Linked DNA regions of Sus scrofa: region 1 is linked to region 2. The links are chromatin contacts, called in public Hi-C maps. All regions are on one chromosome and are shown on one strand. Each heading gives the region's core, a stretch centred on a gene start, on an enhancer-like site or on the middle of the called end of the contact. The rest is flanking DNA. Distances are from core to core; before and after follow the strand shown.

The links. A called contact is a pair of places that touch in the nucleus more often than the background predicts.
Region 1: a contact with region 2 is called in a Hi-C map of omental adipose tissue, with 2.1 times the contacts expected there. The contact joins two enhancer-like sites. A contact is called at or near these places in 1 of 5 promoter capture datasets (liver), 24 of 47 Hi-C or Micro-C datasets (alveolar macrophages, blood, brain and 12 more) and 2 of 2 datasets of contacts at active chromatin or transcription factors (alveolar macrophages and skeletal muscle).

What each region holds. Positions count from the first base shown.
Region 1 is chr1:166,181,680-166,184,379 of Sscrofa11.1, reverse strand. No RefSeq gene overlaps it. Among named protein-coding and RNA genes, the nearest start is that of FEM1B, 21 kb to the right of the region's middle. Within about 2 kb of position 1,344, at least 19 of the 83 cell types and tissues checked have an H3K27ac peak or open chromatin away from gene starts, as enhancers often do. A contact at or near this core is called in omental adipose tissue, retroperitoneal adipose tissue and subcutaneous adipose tissue, where this site is marked.
Region 2 is chr1:166,146,353-166,149,052 of Sscrofa11.1, reverse strand. No RefSeq gene overlaps it. Among named protein-coding and RNA genes, the nearest start is that of FEM1B, 14 kb to the left of the region's middle. Within about 2 kb of position 1,407, at least 42 of the 83 cell types and tissues checked have an H3K27ac peak or open chromatin away from gene starts, as enhancers often do. A contact at or near this core is called in omental adipose tissue, retroperitoneal adipose tissue and subcutaneous adipose tissue, where this site is marked.

The sequences.
Region 1 (2,700 bases), core at 95-2,594, 35 kb before region 2:
CTGTAGCCGCCAGCCTACGCCAGAGCCACAGCAACCGCGATCCAAGCCGCGTCTGCAACCTACACCACAGCTCACGGCAACGCCGGATCGTTAACCCACTGAGCAAGGGCAGGGACCGAACCCGCAACCTCATGGTTCCCAGTCGGATTCGTTATCCACTGCGCCACGACGGGAACTCCCGATTCAGTCTTTTAAAAGCATCATCAGCTGGTACTGGACACTACTCCGAACAGCTGCGCCGACTTCCAGGTGGGGCCGTGGTACTAAGGCAGTTCTGCAGCCAGTGCGCAGGAGGACGGCGGGCCTGGGCCGAGGTCTGACTGCAAACCAAGTTACCCACAGCAAGGTGCTTCTAGAGTTTGGTCAGGATTTCTTCAGTTCTAGGCTCTCTGTCTATAGAAGGGAAAGACCTCCAACAAGGAGCCGTGAACTGAGAGGTGCAGGAGGTTCTGGGGGGGTCTCTCTGTTGACTGAAATGGTGAGCCCTATGCCGGAGGGGCACCGGCCCTCAGAGAAGATACAGAAGCCGAAGGGCACACCTTGGGTAGATTCGAGAGAGGCTTCAGGCCCTTGTGCCATCGTCTGGTGTTCTGTGGGGAAGAGCATATCAATTACAGCATCCCTCAGTGCCAGTCGGCTGAGAGCTGAGAAGAAGGAATCCAGGTAAGAGCACTTCTTTCTGGCATCAGATGGTGTGGGCGCGAGAGCTTGGATGGCCAAGTGTGCCTCTTAAAGCCGAGGATCTCTCCAGGGCTGAGCTTCTCAAAGTGGGGTCCCAGGGCTACCTAAATCAGAAACACAGGCCACATTCTACCCCATCCGCAGGTCCAATCCTGTGAGATGATCTTAAGCACATTAAGCGTATAGAAGCAGCAAAATCTAGGGCCATTAGATTCTGTTATTCTCTAGACTTCCACATCAGTTTCTCACAGCTGGCCTTTCCCAGCTGCCTTTTCAGCCTATCTTGGTGGCAGCAGTAATCAGTCAAGACCCCCATGGGACATCCTTCCAGGGCCAACAGTAGAGCTTCTGGGTTTTCGTTAAGGAAGGTGGTATTTCTTAACAGGTGGGTATCAGGTGAAGGGGGCAAAGTGCTAACACAACCACAACAGAGGGAGAATAACTCTTCTCAGGGAAATGTGGACAAGCTCCCATGAGACGTGGAAGTCGCCTTTCCTAGGTCTTGAAAAAACAAGTTGCTCTCTCCATCCGTACTCAGGAGCTTTTAGCATCCATACACTCCCCAAATAAGACACTAGACTTTGGACTTTAAGCCTTAAGATGCCGGGCAGCCTGTAACAGAAGCACCTGGCTTCATTGTGCTATTTTTCCGGCATAGTGACTCACCGCAACCACACCTCTCCCCAAACAAGTGGCCAGGTTTCTCCACCACCAGATACGCCCTGAGTGACAGTACAGCCATTAGAAGTGAATGTCCTGTTTTCACCACACTGGCCTTTGTTTTTACCTTCAGCTAATGTCATGTTGCCCTTTATTCTCCACTACTTCTTACCCTTTAAAAAAAAAAAAAAAAGTCCCTCCAAATTATCCTTCTATTAGTATTAATGTCAACTAGATTCCTCTCAAAGGACAGTCAAGCTTAATCGACCCCATTAAATCTGCAGGGTGTTTTTTGTATCACTATCTATTCCACTAGCTTCGACATCACACTGAAGTAGGACAGCATGTTCCAAACGGAAACTGAAACCGGAACAGGAGCTTTGCTGCTCTAGTGTGAAGGGAGGGCTAGAAGCCTGGCACCTGGCCTCGGAAGCTTTTCAATAAGATACAGACTGAAATGTACCTAGCCAATTCAAGAGGCTCAAAGTAGGGTATAAGCAGAAAAAATATTTTTTTTAAATAACAGAGATAGGCACAGGACACCATGCCCTAAGGACTCATCCTTTCCAATCAGTCCTGCATGTTCTTTGTTCCTGGCTCCCTAGTACTACATAAAAAATGATAGTAGTTTTCTGAAACATTTTCAGGAGGTGGCCCAAGCCATAGTTCAAAGGTAACATCATAAACTTTTAAAATTAAAATCTCAGGAAAAATAGAAAATCAGATTTCAAATAAGGGCATCCACCTGGACAACAAGCTTATCGAGGGCAGAGAATCATTCTTTCGGCATGCACATCCCTGGTATAGTGTCTGATACACAGTAGGTGCTCAATAAGCACGAATTTCCAAGTTTGTTCCCACTAGATGAGGCAGAAGCAAACCATAGCCAGAACTGAGCACACATCAAATTTACAAACCACAGCCAAATTAGAATAACATAATTTTTTCTAAGCTGGCCAAAAAGTTAAGATTTTGTGAGCTACCTGAAATTTGCATTCATACTGAAAATTTCCAGATTAAGTATCTGATGAAATGTATTACTGCCAGCATTTTCTTTAGTCTGGGTGTTACTTTTTAAAAAAATTATTGTATAGTTGATTTACAGTGTTGTGCCAATTTCTGCTGTAGAGCAAAGTGACTTAGTCATATATACATTCTTCATTTTGTTATTTTTCATCATGGTCTATCCCAGAAGATTGGATATAGTTCCCTGCTCTGTACAGTAGGACCTTATTGTTTGTCCATTCTAAATGTAATAGTTTGTATCTAATAACTCCCAGTCCATCCCACTCCCTCCTCCATCCCCCTTGGCAACCACAAATTTGTTCTCCATGTCTGAGTCTGCTTCTATTTTGTAGA
Region 2 (2,700 bases), core at 158-2,657:
TTAGCAAAAAAATGGAAAGATATTTATACATAGTTTAATAGCAGTATTATTCACAGTAGCCAAAAAGTGGAAGCAATCCATATGCCCATTGAAGGATGAATGGATAAATAAAATATGCATACAGTGGAATATTATTCGATCTTAACAAGGAAGGACATTCTGACACACACTACAACATAGATGAAACTTGAAGACATTATGCTAAGTGAAATAGCCAGTTGTAAAAAGACAAAGGCTCCATGATTTCAGTCAAAGTCATAGAAACAGAGAGTAGAATGGTGGTTGCCAGGGTAAGAAATGGAGAGTTGATGTTTGACAGGTAGAGCTTTAGTTTTGCAAGATGGAAAAGTTCTGGAGATTGGCTGCATAGCAATGTAAATACCTGACACTCCTGAGCTATACAATTAAAATGGTTAATTAAGATGGTAAATTTTACCTTGTCTATTTTGCCACAATTTAACTTCAATTTTTTAATCATTTAAAAATGTAAAGTGAATTACAATTTTAAGTTGTAATTATTAGTGTGAATTTTACCATTCATCTTTCTATTGTGCAAGGGCAGTTCTAAATGCAAATATCACAGTATTTCAATCGTCATAGTGACTCCCGTGGAATCAATTACAGAAATTACACAATTTGTGAGTTACGTTTTGTCCCCAGGGGGTGCCTTGAGCTGTCCAGAAGAAACAAACAGAAGACTGGAAGGAGGAAACGGTCCTCGCAATTCTCCCTCAAGGTTGGAGCCAGACTAGGGCGCGCTCCCGATGCTCTCAGGCGCTTTAGCCAAGCGTCTTTCCGCTGCGCGTTGGCGCGCATCCCTTCCCGAGGCTGCGAGTGAGCTCAGCCCTTCGGGCTGCAGGGTCCGGTCCCCGTCTGCAGCTGACCACAGCGCCGCGCCCTGGTGGGAGGAGTCTAGCGACGTCAGGCCAGGTGTCTCTCCTTCCCCAGATCCCACCCCCCCAAACCAGGGCAGACAGGCGACTCCCAAGGGTTCTGCGACCTCGGCGTTGGTGGCGCTCTCGCCCCTGGGTCAAGGTGGGCGAGAGACCCTGCACAGTCAGCCCGGAGACGGGATAGCCACCATCACACCCCTGACCTTTCCCACAACCGCGCCCAAAACCGTGACGCAGACCAAAGGTGGCAGCAGTCGCGGGGCAGGAGCAGGGACACCGGGAGTTGACTGAAGGCGTGAAGACGCATGAACCAAGGCTTTCAGCCCCCCCAGCGCATATTCCATTGTTCTGGGAGCTTTCCTTCTAAAACGCAAATTCAAAAATAGCAATTAAGGATTTCAGGGCAGTTACAGCAGAGAATTAAATCAAAGGCGAAGCACTTGTGAAGATGGGGGCTCCCTGTGTTGACTGCATCAGCCACACACCAATGAAGCCGACTTTGGTAGGTGAGGATCACAAGTGTTGATAACCTCTAGAGCTGCACTGTCCAATAGAAATAAAATGTGAGACACACATGCGATCCACGTATGTAATTTTAAATGTGCTAGTAGCCAATTAAAAAGGTAGGAAGAACCAGCTGAGATTAATTTTAATATATTTTATTTACCCTAACACATCCAAAATGTTATCATCTCAACATGCAATCAATATTAAAATTACCGAGACATTTTACTTTTTCTCTTCATACTAAGTCCTCAAAATCTGGTGTATAGTTTAGGAAATATCTAGTTCCAAGTACTCAGTTGCTGCATGTGGCTAATGGCTGATGGAGTGGACAGGGCAGGTCTAGAGCATGAAAATGGAAGTGGGTGGCTGGAGAAAGGTTTGTGCTATTGCCACTTGGTGACATAACATATGCTGCTGAAACAGAAATACCTACCAATGTTTGTCAGTCCCTTCCTGTGACTGGTGAAATTTGGCACCAGAATTCCTGTGAGTGATTGTAATGATGATTGTGACTATGGTATTGCTATTTTATCATTGCTACCAAATTTAAAATATTCCTGTATGTAACAGTGCCAGCCAGAATTCATTATACAGTGGTTATAATGCTAATGGTACAAAACAGTCCCTAATCATCTGGCATTGTCACTGCAGTGGCTTGGGTCGCTGCTGTGGCACAGATTCGATCCCTGGCCCAGGAACTTCCACATGCCTTGGGCATAGCCAAAAAAACACTAACAAACAGCAAAAACAGCCAGTAGTCAATACACATTAGAAGGAGAATTTAGATGTGTCCATTGCCAAGAAAGAAGCCAAATAACCAACCGCATGTTCCATGTTGTTATTTTAGGAATGAACACCTTGGAAAATAATTGAAAAGTTCTGAGAAATAAAAATCAGCATTTAAGCAGATATACTTTTAAGTTTGCAAAGATGGTTACATAGGCAAAAAGAAAGGGAAAAAAAAAAACCAAACCTGGCCACAGGGCTGCAAGATCCACGTCAGAGTAAGGTGCCCCTGAACTGCCCTGGTTATGCATGTAAACACTCAGAACAAAAAGCCCTGTTTTACATATGCTCCTGTAGGGGAAACTGAACGCTACTAGAACACAGCCATTAGGTACAGTTCCATTTTCCTTTCCCAGTCAAGAGTTACTTTACTGAAGGACTTGCCTGCCATGTAGTGGTGAAAGGAAGAAACTACAGGCCACTTTTTAATCATATACCGAGCATTATTTGATACATCAAAATAATAAATGCAACATTAAAATAAACAACTGGAAACAAACCATCCAACTTGAGA